Regions from separate parts of the Sus scrofa genome. Here region 2 is linked to region 1. The links are chromatin contacts, called in public HiChIP or PLAC-seq maps. All regions are on one chromosome and are shown on one strand. The core of a region is the stretch at or near the end of the contact, and the rest is flanking DNA. Distances in the headings are between cores, read along the strand shown. Region 1 holds the start of PRPF4 (U4/U6 small nuclear ribonucleoprotein Prp4). Region 2 overlaps RGS3 (regulator of G-protein signaling 3).

Region 1 (6,583 bases), core at 2,013-4,512:
GAGGCAGAGAGAACAAGTATGCACAGAGGCCAAGGGAACACCCTAGAATATGAAAATCCAAAGTAATTTGTATGCTTAAAAAAAAAAAAAAAAAAAAAGGTTTTCTTCTTTTCTTTATTTTTGACTTTTGCCATTTCTTGGGCCGCTCCTGCAGCATATGGAGGTTCCCAGGCTAGGGGTTGAATCAGAGCCGCAGCTGCCAGCCCACACCACAGCCACAGCAACTCAGGATCCAAGCCTCTTCCGCAACCTACACCACAGCTCACGGCAATGCCAGATCCCCAACCCACTTGGCAAGGCCAGGGATCGAACCTGCAACCTCATGGTTCCTAGTTGGATTTATTAACCACTGCGCCATGACGGGAACTCAAAAAAAAAGATTTTCTTTAGAAGGAAACTCCTAAACTGAGTTTAAAAGCTGTTGAGGGCATCATTTTTTTTTTCTTTTTAGGGCTGCACCTGCAGCATATGGAGGTTCCCAGGCCAGAGGTCAAATCGGAGCTATAGCCTCTAGCCTACACCACAGCCACAGCAACACAGGATCTGAGCCGAATTTTCGACCTACACCCCAACTCATGGCAACCCCGGATCCTTAACCCACTGAGCAAGGCCAGGGATGGAACCCGCATCCTCATGGATCCTAGTTAGATTTGTTAACCGCTGAGCCGCGAAGGAAACTCCAATGGCATCATCTTTATATTCCCAACAGCATCCTGTAGAGAATGTCTATAATAACCAATCAGTATATGTTTTGCTGAATAAATTTAGATATTCAAATTCAAAAAGTGAAATGAACTTTTCTCGAGCACCATGCTATGCTTTTCTTGTACATTCTCATTTTTAACACAGAAATACTATGACACTGGCAAAATTACCCTATTTTACAGATAAAGTTGAAGCTATTCAGTTGATTAACAAATGTCTCAGCCTTGGAGTTCTAGCTGAGACTTATCAGGTTAAGAATCCCACTAGTATCCACGAGGATGCAGGTTTGATCCCTGGCCTTGCTCAGTGGGTTAAGGATCCAGCATTGCCGTGAGCTGTGGTATAGGTTGCAGACAGGGCTTGGATCCTGTGTTGCTATGGTTTTGGTGTAGGCCGGCAGCTATAGCTCCAGTTTGGCTCCTAGTCTAGGAACTTCCATATACCTCAGGTGTGGCCCTAAAAAAGACCACACAAAAAAAGTGAGAATGAGGTAAGTGAAACCTCCTTTAAAGTATGTATAGTTCTGGAGTTCCCCTCATGGTGCAGCGGAAACAAATCCAACTAGGAACCATGAGGTTTCAGGTTCGATCCCTGGCCCCACTCAGTGGGTTGAGGATCCAGCATTGCTGTGATCTGTGGTATAGATTGCAGACTCGGCTCTACATGCCACTGCTGCAGCCCAATAAAGACAAAAGACAAAATAAATAAATAAATAAAATGAGGTATGTACAGTTCCCATCGTGGCGCAGTGGAAATGAATCTATCTGGGAACCATGAGGTTAAGGGTTCCATCCCTGGCCTCACTCAGAGGGTTGAGGATCCGGTGTTGTGGTGAGCTGTGGTACAGGCCGGCAGCTGTAGCTCTGATTAGACCCCTAGCCTGGGAACCTCCATATGCCGCAGGTGCGGCCCTAAAAAGCAAAAAAAAAGTATGTACAAACATAAATGATTATTACATGTTTCTAGGATGTAGCTAGGGACTGTGAAGTATACAAAAGATAAAATTTCCCCTCCTCCCATGAAGCCTGGGACTGAGACAAATGATATTATCAACACAAAACACTGACACATTACATTTCAAATTTTTTGGTACTAAATCAAATACGATTTTTTTTTTTTTTTTTTTTTGTCCTTTTAGGGCGCTCCCACAGCATATGGAAATTCCCAGGCTAGGGGTCTAATCAGAGCTGTGGCTGCCGGCCTACGCCAGGGCCACAGCAATGCCAGATCCGAGCCGCGTCTGCGACCTACACCACAGCTCACCCTAATGCCGGATCCTTAAGCTCCGGATCCAACTGAGCAAGGCCAGGGATCAAACCCACAACCTCTGGTTCCTAGTCGGATTCGTTTCTGCTGCGCCACGACAGGAACTCCCAAATCAAATAGGATCTTGATTCCAACGTAGACAAAGGCAAGAGGAAGCCAAAGTTCCAAGAGAATGCTTAAAAGAAAAAAACAACTGTGATACATTCTAACTTTCCCGCAAGCTGTAAAAAGCTCACCACTATGAAGAAGTATAGTGTAATGGGTAAAAGTGCTTGCTTTGGAGGCAAAGGGCAGAGACTCAAATTCTGTTGCCACTGATTTTGGACAATTAGCTTCGCCTTTCACTAGATCTTAGCTTCTTCCCTTGTATCTGTACTCAGGTGTTGTATGGATTGAATGACGTGATGCAGATAAGTGCCTGTAACGTACGTAACTTGGCATTTAGTAAACGCTCAAATATGTAGCCATTATTATTGTAACTGCCCTTGGAGAGGGTAGGAGGCTCTGTCCAGCTCGGGAAACAACAATAAATTTTGAAAAATCTCCACCCCCGATACGGGAGCAAAAACCTTGTCTTGTCGATCTCTGGTGCCCCAACACCCAGGGCAACACAGGGCTGTGCAGAGCTGCTTGCGCGCAGTTTACCTGACGCCTGACATTCTTCATCTCACTCCGAGTAATATAGACCAAACACAGGCCATGGCTCCTCCGCTGGCTCTTTATTTTACTCTGGCGCTAGAGGGCTCTTCGAGCTTATTCTTTCGCCACTGCCCAAATGCACCGAAAATCCACCCAGCTCAAAAGAAGCTGCCGAGAGAACTTCCCGACAGCGGAGGAAAGCACACTCCTTTCGCGGCTACAGGACCGCACTCCTGGGTCCGGGGCAAAGGTTTCCATGGCAACATGGTCCACCACTCTAGGAGGACTTAAAGCTCTTCGCAGGGCCGGGAGCGGCAGCAGACCCCGGAAGGTGCCGTTTCACTCCCGGAGTTCAGTCCGGAGGCGCGCGACTTGAAGCACCTACCTCTTTTCAGCCCTTTCCCGGAACCTCAGCGCCCACCCCGAATCTTCTGCTATGTCAACTGCACTACACCTCCCAGGTTGCTCTGAGTCTCTCTCCTCGCAGAACCTCGTCCTCCGCGTGCTCTTTTTAGAGGCTGTACGTGTCACAACGCTCAACGCACCCAGAGCCTTTCCTACTACGATTCCCATCATGCTCTACGGCGCCCAGGACGCGGCTTCGGCCCTCGGCCCACTTCCGGTCTGGACGTAATTCCGCTTTGTTAGGCGCGCGGTGGATGGTCTGGAACGTAGGGCTCGCCTCTTGCTGAAGCTTCGCGGCCTCGGAGCCCAGCATGGCTTCCTCGCGAGCCTCCTCCACGGTACGGATCTCGGCTCACTCTGGCAGGGCAGGGAGGGCGGAGGGGTGGGGGGTCCGTGCAGAACAGAGCCGTTAGGGAACGGGCGGTGGAGGACTGAGGAGGAAGGCTGCCAGACTCGGTCTGGTCTTAGAGAGCTGAGCAGCGTTTTTCTTTGAGTGACCGGAGTGTGTTTTAGGTCATTTTCATCTCTTACTACAACAACCCTAAAATGTAAATACCTCTTCCGTCTCGTTCAGAAACGGAGCTCTGAAAGGGAGTAGGGTTTTGGCCAAGATTTACGACAGTGTCAGTCTTGATTATAATGAGGCCTCCTAACTTCATATCTACTACCTCGCGTCTGAAAACGTTTGAATTGTATAGACCGGTAACTTTATAACTTGTTCCCCTTTATCATGGCGTTGGTTATTTCAGTTATTCTTGATATCTCCTGTGATGAGCAGTGGCCCTGAAAGTTTCATAAAACCCAAGAAGAGATTGCACCTCCAACCAAATGAAGTAAACATGTTCCAAAGCAAACCATTGATAGAAAAATCACAAGAGAAATTCACTAGTTTTATCTATCTCTTCCTATCTGCAAAACTTAAAGTGACTGAGAGACTGGAACACTCCCCCCTGCCCCACTCCATCAGGGAAGATACATCTTAATTGGTGTCCAACTTGTCTTTTTTGGGGGAGGGAATAGGATTGAAGCTCTGGATAAGCTTCATCCTCTGGGAAGCTAGCAAATTGCTGAGATTAAGCTTTAGGTTCATCCAGGTCTTTGATTTAACAGGCAACCAAAACTAAGGCACCTGATGACTTAGTCGCTCCTGTTGTGAAGAAACCACACATCTATTATGGAAGTTTGGAAGAAAAGGAGAGGGAACGGCTGGCCAAAGGAGAGTCTGGGATTTTGGGAAAAGAAGGACTTAAAGCAGGAATTGAAGCAGGGAATATTAACATAACCTCTGGTAAGATGCAAACTGTAGTCCATCTCTACTTTGGGTGCTCAAAATTTCTGTAATATTTACTTTCCTAAACGTAGATATCACAAGTATAGTGTCAGAAAACTTCGCATATTAAACTTGCATCTATTGGTGTTCCTATTGTGGCTCCCGGGTTACACGAACCCAACTTGTATCCAAGAGGATGCAGGTTGGATCCCTGACCTCATTCAAATGTGGATTAAAGGATCCACTGTTACTTTGAGCTGTGGTGTAGGTCTCAGACGTGGTTCAGATCCCAAGAGCCTGTGACTGTGTTGTAGGCTGGCAGCTGCAGCTCCAGTTTGACCCCTGGCCTGGGAACTTTCAAATGCCCCAAGTGCGGCCCTAACAAAGCAAAAAAACAAAAAAACAAACAAAAATTTGCATCTTTCGAAGGCCATACTTTCTGCCTACCCATTTAACATTACCCCAGAGCCTTTTTTCTTTTAACTTTTTTTTTTTTGTCTTTTTTGCCATTTCTTGGGCCACTCCCACGGCATATGGGAGGTTCCCAGGCTAGGGGTCTAATCGGAGCCGTAGCCGCCAGCCTATGCCAGAGCCACAGCAACTCGGGATCCAAGCTGCGTCTGCAACCTACACCACAGCTCACAGCAACGCCGGATCATTAACCCACTAAGCAAGGCCAGGGATCGAACCTGCAACCTCATGATTCCTAGTCAGATTCGTTAACCACTGCGCCACGACGGGAACTCCCAGAACCTTTTTTCTTAAAACCTTTTATACAGGTTTTCTTCCCTGAATTGTTAATAATTTTACTGGGAATTTATTCAGTGTGTGTTTGGATTCAGATTGATTCCACTTATCTTATGGATATCTAGGATAGTTCTGGCATTGGTTTGGAACTACCCTGGTTCATAATATTCTAACTTGTTCAGTTTTCCAATTATTTTTCACCCAAAATGAAATATCTCTTTCAATTAAAAGCAATAGCTGTTTTTATTTTGAAAGAGATTAGTTAGAAATGTGTGAGGTAGAAAAGCCTATAATCCTTATTAATTAGGTCTATATTATTCCAAGAATTTAATAAAGCTACAGAAATACAAGATTTTTTTCTATAAATGAAATCATGATAAATTATTTCGTAACCTGCATTTGTCATTCTGTTTACTGTTGAGGATATCTTTTGATGTCAGTAACTAGTGGTCCACTGTTTTTAAAATAAAATTATTCATATTTGTCATAAGAAATTCAAATCGTACTGAAAGGTGTAGAAAGACCTCTGCAGATAGGATTCTGTCATTTCTATTAATACTCCCACACATTTTCTTTTTCTGTACACATGTGCTCTGGTGACTTTTTTAACTTTTTATGTTGTTTTAAACATAACAGCATCACTACTATACTTCTCATTTTTCATCCAAATGCTTGTATCTGGGCTGCTGGATTATCCAAAAAGCCTTATAGTCAGAGTTCCCTCTGTGGCAAAGTGGGTTAAGAATCCAACTGCAGTGCCTCCAGTTGCTGCAGAGGTGCGGGTTCGATCCCTGGCCTGGCACAGTGGGTTAGGGGATCTGGTGTTGCCACAATGGAAACTCCTACTAAGACTAGTTTAGAGAGTAGCTCTAGCAGTTGTTAAAATAGTGTTTCTGTTTTACTGTGGATAGAAAGCCCAGTTAACTTGTTAAAGGGACTCTGTACTCTCATTGTCTCATGTCAATTGTATGTTTATATAAGTGTTAAGGTTGCCAGATGAAACAGTATGGCTTCAACCATTTTCCTGTCTTTTAAATCCTGATTATTTTTCTATGATTGGCATACTTTAATAAACCAAGAATCCATAAACTGTTAAGTGTGAAGTAGATAGGACAATTAACTTTCCTTAGAGATATACTCCAATTGTAAGAAATTCTTTCTCCCTACTTGAAGATCTGGTGATTATGCTGATGCTGCCTGTTCTTTTTATAGGAGAAGTGTTTGAAATTGAAGAGCACATCAGTGAGCGACAGGCCGAAGTGTTAGCTGAATTTGAGAGAAGGAAGCGAGCCCGGCAAATCAATGTTTCTACAGATGACTCAGAGGTCAAGGCTTGCCTTAGAGCCCTGGGGGAACCCATCACGCTTTTTGGAGAGGGTCCTGCTGAAAGAAGAGAAAGGTGCCCTTTCTGAATTTTACTCTTTCCTTTTTTTTTTAAATTTGGTTTTTTATTTAATGTATTAATTTAATTTTAATATAATTGAATATATGTTGGCAAGATATTTAGATAAGTTTACTTTTACTTACTTTTTTTTTTTAACTTATTTTTTA
Region 2 (6,583 bases), core at 2,119-4,618, 310 kb after region 1:
ACAACCCATAAAATAGGTTTTAATATTATTTTCCTTTAAACATGAGGAGGTTGTCTCAGAGAGCCTAACATCTGTGGGGTGCTTCCTCTGCATGCATATTAAATACAGTCCATCTATTTGATATGGATGATCTTAATTTCCACAACTCGGTGAGGAATATACCACCATTCTGGCTGATACACAAGGCAGGGGAGGCACAGAGCCCTTCAATAATTTGCTAAAGATCAGACATCCATTTTTTCTGTCTCTTTTTTTTTGCCTTTTCTAGGGCTGCTCCTGCAGCATATGCAGGTTCCCAGGCTAGGGTCTAATCGGAGCTCTAGCCACCAGCCTACACCACAGCAACGAGGGATCCAAGCCACATCTGCAACCTACACCACAGCTCACGGCAATGCCAGATCCTCAACCCACTGAGCAAGGCCAGGGATCGAACCCGCAACCTCATGGTTCCCAGTTGGATTTGTTAACCACTGCGCCACAACGGGAACTCCAAGATCAGACATCTAGATGTGGCACTGCTGGGATCTTGAACTCAGGGAACCAGACCCTGGAGGTGGTGTTTTCAGGCCCTGTTAACTCTCCCACCTGAATAGGAAGTGACCGAGCCAGGACTTAAGTCCACTAACCTGTGGGCCTCCGCTCTGAACCTTAAGATACAGGGCAGGGGCTTGGAGGTGAGAAGCTGGTAGGTCCCGTCCAGGGGCCCCCAGTCCCCAGGAGCAGCTTCTTGCAGGCAGCCCTGACAATGTCACCCTCTGCCCTGCAGGTAAACCTGGACTCATACACACGGGAACACACCAAGGACAACCTGCAGAGCGTCACGCGGGGCTGCTTTGATCTGGCGCAGAAGCGTATCTTTGGGCTCATGGAGAAGGACTCGTACCCACGCTTCCTCCGCTCTGACCTCTACCTGGACCTCATTAACCAGAAGAAGATGAGTCCCCCGCTTTAGGGGCCACGGGGGTGGAGCTCAGCGTTCACACCAGGCGGGCTGGGTGCCTCCCCACTGCCTCCCTCTCCCCGTGACAGGGGGGCAAGCAAGCCCGGAAGGCTGTGTCCGGACAGACAGACGGACATTTGGATGAGAGGCCTGGACCAAGAGAGGCCCAGGCCACTGGAGGAGTAGAGGGACTGGCCCCAGTGGGTCCCCACTGCCCTGGTACGAGGGGGCCCGAGGGCCCTGGCAGGTCAGGGGCCCTGGCTGAGCCAGATCCGGAGCTGCTGCTCCCGGATGTGGAGACTCTTGCAATGACCAAGTTCCTTAAAGAACTGGCTGATGGGGCAGGGGCTCAGGCCTGGGCTCCGGGGCTCTCCAGGGGGGCCGCCGGGGCTCTCAGCTCAGACCCCTGCCTTGAGTTTTATTTATTTAAACAGTAGCTGGATGCTTGGCACGTCGTCCTGTACTAGGAAACCTTTTGCCTCATCAGTTTTCCTAATTTCCAAGTGCAATATTTTAACCAACGCCTTGTGAAAAGCCACCTCGCAGAGAAGGTGGACACCATTTCCGGTTTCAGGGGATTCACTGGTCCCAAGCCCCAGTGGCGGGCAGCTGGGACTGCTGGACTGACAAGGCCCGGAGGGGTGGGGGCCGCAGTCTGACCTCACACCGAAATCCAGCACCCCTGAGTGAGGGCCCCCCGGGGGCTCCAGGGAAGCATGGCACCCTCAGACCAGACAGTGGCCGAGTTCTGGAGCAAATAAAAGGCCTGTGTTATTTTTTGTTCTTGACCCTTTCTGTGTGTTCCTGGTTTTGAGGCTTCCTAGGGAGACTGGGCCTGGGGCAGTTGGTAGGTGGGCTGTCATTCTAGCTGTTTCTCCTCTCTAGCCATCACCTGCCTCCCACCCCTGTGCCATATACATGATACGCTGGTGCTGTTCCCAGACAGCCGCCTGCTCTGTGCCAGGCGCTCTGCCAGGCTTGTTCCACTTAACATCTATCTCATCTTCCCCACAAGCCTGGGAGCTGGGGCTTATCCCCCTTTAACAGATGAGGCGAGTGAAGCCCAGGCAGGTTAGGTGACTTTTCCAAGGTCACACAGCCAGCAAGTGGCAGAGACATGGTTCAGCCCAAGCCAGCCTGGCTATACTCTGCATCACTGTCCCCTACCAGCTACCGGAGGGACTCCTAACTTGGCTGCTACTAGTCCCTTCCCGTCTCTGTCCTGCCACACCCTGAGGTTCCAGTGGAACTTTCTGGTGGTACAAGGATGGCTGGTGGAGGTGGATGAGGCCAGAATCTCAGGCAGGGTGGCAGCCGTAGATGGCAGGCTTGTGGAGGCCTTTAGGACAGAGAACGAGCCGGGGAGGTGACGGGGCCGGGGTGGGATCGTGTTCCCCGAGTGTCCCTCTGTGGCCCTGGGGAGGACGTCCCCCTCTGTGCCTAACAGGAGATGCAGATTTAGGAAAGGCCAGGTTCAAAGCCACGGTCCAGAGGGGGCCCTGGACCACTTGCTTAGAGGGGTGGGAGAGAGCCTGCCCAAGCCGTTGCAAAAGCTGCCCACACATACCACCTGCCAGGATCCGGAGGCAGCGACCAGAGTGGGGCCCTGGGGTGGGGACTGGCTCAGCTGGGCTGACAGATGAAGGGAGACAGAATTGGTGCCAGAGGGGCTGGGCCCCATCTCCTTGGAGCTTGTTCCCTGCGTGGGGCCCTGGGTTCAGGTCTGCCCACCGAGGACTTGGAGCTGCAGCCACTGTCCTCCATGCCGCCCTTGCTGGGCTCCCTGAGCAAGAGCACACCTAGGTTTCCCCCGAACTGGGAAAGCATCAGAAATGGTGGTCTTGGGGGGCCTAACTTGGGGCCAGGTTACAAAAGGTGCTCACTACATGTTACAGCCTCTTCCCCTGTGAGCTCCTTCAGGAGTGGGGCTGGGTCTTCTTCCAGGTGCCAGGGGCCTGGCACTGGACCTGGCTAGCGAGCCCTGTTTGGCTTTGTAAATGGTGAAGGGCTTTCTCACCACAGAGTTGCCGTGATGCCCCTGGAAGGACTGGGGACAGAGACGTGTGCTCCTCATTCAGGGCCAGGGAACCTCTCAGGTGTCATCCAGGCCTGAGATTTGGGGACCTGACAGCTGGGAAATCAAGGTCCAACAGAGTGGATGGCTACACCACTCCTGTCCCCCAAAATGATAGCCGCACAGCTGATGGCAGCGCCCAGGCCTTCTGGGTCCCAGCCCGCCCGGCCTCTCTGCGGCCTCCTCTGCTCGGAGGAGACACTGGGCCTGTGAGGAGACTCACCTTCCCCTTTCTTTAGGATCCAGGGATTCAGCCTCGGGCCAGTATTCCCACATTGCCATGGAAACCACCCTCTAGGAGCACCAAGTCAGGCAGATGGAATTCCCATTTCGGAAGATCCCGCTGCCTGGTTTCCATGACTCACACTCGAGGCCCTTGGCCTCCGAGCTGCTTTGGCGTCGCTGAACAGCTGGAGGGCAGCCTGGAAAGGCGCCTGGATCCGCCTGCCCTACCCCCGCCCGGGTTCCTGGGGGCTTTGGGCACAGCCCTCACCACCTGAGGCCGCAGTGCCCTGACCTGTATGGTGTCCAGAAGGCGAAGCCCAGGCTGGTCAGTATGGGATCCGGGAGCTGTGAGGGCCCCGCATCCAGCTCCCTCCCATCTCACAGATGGGAAGACAGAGGCAGAGGGAGGAAAACAGCGCTGAGTAAAGGTGCAAGGCCCAGGCTCCAGGATTCAGCCCTTGGTCCCACTGCTTACTACTAGCTGCACATCTTTGGGGGAAAAAACAAACAAACAAAAAAACCAGTCACGGAGCCTCTCTTTGCCTCAGTTTTCTCATCCATAAATTGAGCGTATTGGCACCGACCCCAGAGTTGCCAGGAGGTCTTTGGCAGCAAGTTGAACCCAGTGCCCGGCCCAGGGATGTGTGTCTTCAACACGAGCTGCTGTCAGCCACATTTTCAGCGTCACAGGGAGGTGGCGAAGCACATTCTCTACCTGGATTAGAGGGGTCAGGAAGCCTTTCATCTCAGACCCCAGATCCCTATCCTTCCAGGAATGTTTTTGGTGGAGGGCAAAGCCAGCTTGTTCCAGGGAATAAGTCAGAAACAGTCTGTCCCTGTGCTGCTGCCCAGTCTTGGCCTGGCTGCGAGCAGTTGGGGTTAGCTGGCAAATGTGAAGGGTGGAAAGGGGAAAGGGCACACTAGTGCCACTCCAGTGGATGCCAGTGGGCGGGGATTGGGCATTGGTCTGCCCAAGCCAGCTTCAGTTGCCTCCCGCAGGCTCTCAGCCTGGCTGGGGACAGATATAGCCTCCTAAACCCTCCAGCCTGGAAGAGACCGTCTGGATCCAACTGCTGCCGGTGCTTGGATCCCTTCTTGGGTTTCTGCTTGCATCCCTCCTGTGACAGGGAGCTCATTACCTCAAGAGATAGCTCAGGAGGGCCTGGGAGCCTCTTGGGGGTTCTCAAGTTCTCCTCCACTGAAGTTGGGGTTCTGGGGCAGAGGTGGGGCTCTGGAGGCAGGTCAGCAGTAGCCTCCGCAGGTCTCCTGGCTGGGCAGCCCCGGACATCCTGGCCCAATTCTCCAGCTTCCTTCCTCCGTACCCCCCTCACCGCCCCCTAGTCTCCCCGAGCTCCCTGCCCTCACCTTCCAGCCTTGCTCCCCCTGGACCCTGTGCCTAGTGTTCCCTCTCTGGATCCCTCCCATGGACCTCCTACCCTGGAAAATCTCCAATTTCCTTCTCTTGCTGCTGAAGGCGGCCCCTCACCCCTGCCTCTCTCGCAGTGCTCTCAGGCCCTCAAGCAACAGATCCTGGGCCTCAGAGAAGGCGCTCCCGAGCTCTTGTTTTGCTGACAATCAGCAACATCTGTGAAACATCTGGTTTTGCCTGGCCTCTCCCCGGTCAGGCCAGGCAGGAGGGAAGGGGGTACCCTGGGCCTGCTGCTGCCGGGGTGCCCCTCCCTTGGGCTGGAGGAGACAGCGGGGCTTGAGTGGCGGGTGGCCGTTGAGGAAGAGCTGTGGAACTGACCTGGGCCTGCTCAGGATGATGGCAGCGAAGGCATAGCTGGAGCTGGGGGCGGGCAGTGCCAGGCTGCAGAGGAAAAAAAGTGATGGCTTGCGTGGCACACACAGGAGGGTCCATTCCTTATCTCCACCAAGGCCTCGCCACAGGTCTGGAGAAGGTCTGAGGATTGTTTTCATTTTATAAGTGAGGAAGTTAAGGATCAGAGAAAGGGGACAAGTACCGGAGAGGCTGAGTGGGAACTGGAACTCCAGCCCCAACTCCCAGGCAGCATCACTCTCTGAGAGATTTAGTGGCTTCGATGGGGCCTCTTAACTCAGCTCCTCCTTGGCTTGAGGGCGGAGGTCTGTCTTTCTTTTTTCTTTCTTTCTTTCTTTCTTTCTTTCTTTCTTTCTTTCTTTCTTTCTTTCTTTCTTTCTTTCTTTCTTTCTTTCTTTCTTTCCTTCCTTCCTTCCTTCCTTCCTTCCTTCCTTCCTTCCTTCTTCTTTCTTTCTTTCTTTCTTTCTTTCTTTCTTTCTTTCTTTCTTTCTTTCTTTCTTTCTTTCTTTCTTTCGTGGCTGCACCCAAGGCATATGGAAGTTCCCGGGCCAGGGAATGAATCTAAGACATAACTGTGACCCATGCCATAGCTGCAGCAATGCCGGATCCTTAACCCACTGCACCCAGCTGGGGCTTGAACCTGCAGCTCCGCAGGGAACCCAAGGCACTGCAGTCGGATTCTTAACCCACTGTGCCACAGGGGGAGCTCCCGAGGTCAGAGGTTTTCTAGGGAAGGCATGAGCTTAAGTGTGTGTGGCTTTCTGGCCCTGAATTTCAGCTCTCAGTAGAGCTGTGGGAGAAGTTGCTTTGCCTCTCTGCACCTTGGTTGCTTCATCTGTAAAATGGGAATAATAATCCCACCTCAAGGAACTCATGTGGATTTGGTGAGATAATGAATCTGTGTAAGCCCTCAGCACAGAGGGTGCCCTGCGTGGGGCCGGAGGGAGGCCTGGGGCTGCGACCAAGTGACCCAATGGATGAGGCCAGGCCCTGCAACCAGCTTCACAGGAGGAGGTGGCCCCACATCTACTCTGAAGCCAGTTTCTACCTAGATGGCTGGTGACTCAACGGCAAGGGCAAAGCCCCAAGGGGATGGAGTTGGGCCCCAGGCGCCATTGGGCCCAGCACGACCCTCCCTGCCATTTTGGAGGTAACTGAATAGCACTTACACCGTTGAGCAGCTGCCCGGCCTCCAGACCAGTCCCAGATGCCTTTGCGACCTTGGCTGAGGCCCCTCTTCTCTCCTGGGAAACAAGGAGAATCAAGCCTTTCTTCCTATCTGAGGACCTTCTGGAGGGGCAGATGGCGCTGTGTGTGAGGGGCTGGGATTCAGGCTGAGTGGGTCTCTGTATGTAGGGTCTGTGTGTCTGTGTCTCAGTGTGTGGGTACATGTGAGTTGTTAGGATTCTAAAAATAGGGTTTAGCCACTTCCCCGGAGGAATGGAGGGGCCAACTGGGATGAAGCAGCCTACCTACCCCTGGGCCCTGGGTCTTCCTGAGTTCAGTGCGCCTCAGGACACGGCCCTTCGGTGTCCTCTAGTCAGGCTGGGCTGAGGAAGGATCT

What was found. HiChIP or PLAC-seq counts read pairs in DNA pulled down with a chosen protein or histone mark.
Region 2: a contact with region 1 is called in an H3K27ac HiChIP or PLAC-seq map of skeletal muscle. The contact joins the enhancer-like site here to the promoter of PRPF4 in region 1. A contact is called at or near these places in 2 of 5 promoter capture datasets (fetal skeletal muscle and liver), 5 of 47 Hi-C or Micro-C datasets (brain, embryonic fibroblasts, omental adipose tissue and 2 more) and 1 of 2 datasets of contacts at active chromatin or transcription factors (skeletal muscle).

The regions. Positions count from the first base shown.
Region 1 is chr1:253,903,469-253,910,051 of Sscrofa11.1, forward strand. PRPF4 (U4/U6 small nuclear ribonucleoprotein Prp4) reads left to right here and starts at 3,263. Exons shown (of 14, transcript XM_005660339.3): 1 at 3,263-3,353; 2 at 4,126-4,303; 3 at 6,245-6,431. It overlaps CDC26 (anaphase-promoting complex subunit CDC26), which reads right to left and starts at 3,191. Exons shown (of 4, transcript XM_021067696.1): 1 at 2,996-3,191.
Region 2 is chr1:254,210,078-254,216,660 of Sscrofa11.1, forward strand. It overlaps RGS3 (regulator of G-protein signaling 3), which reads left to right. Exons shown (of 24, transcript XM_003480580.4): 24 at 767-1,728. The coding sequence ends at 952. Among named protein-coding and RNA genes, the nearest start is that of MIR378B, 78 kb to the left of the region's middle. Within about 2 kb of position 3,369, at least 25 of the 83 cell types and tissues checked have an H3K27ac peak or open chromatin away from gene starts, as enhancers often do. A contact at or near this core is called in embryonic fibroblasts, fetal skeletal muscle, omental adipose tissue and 2 more, where this site is marked.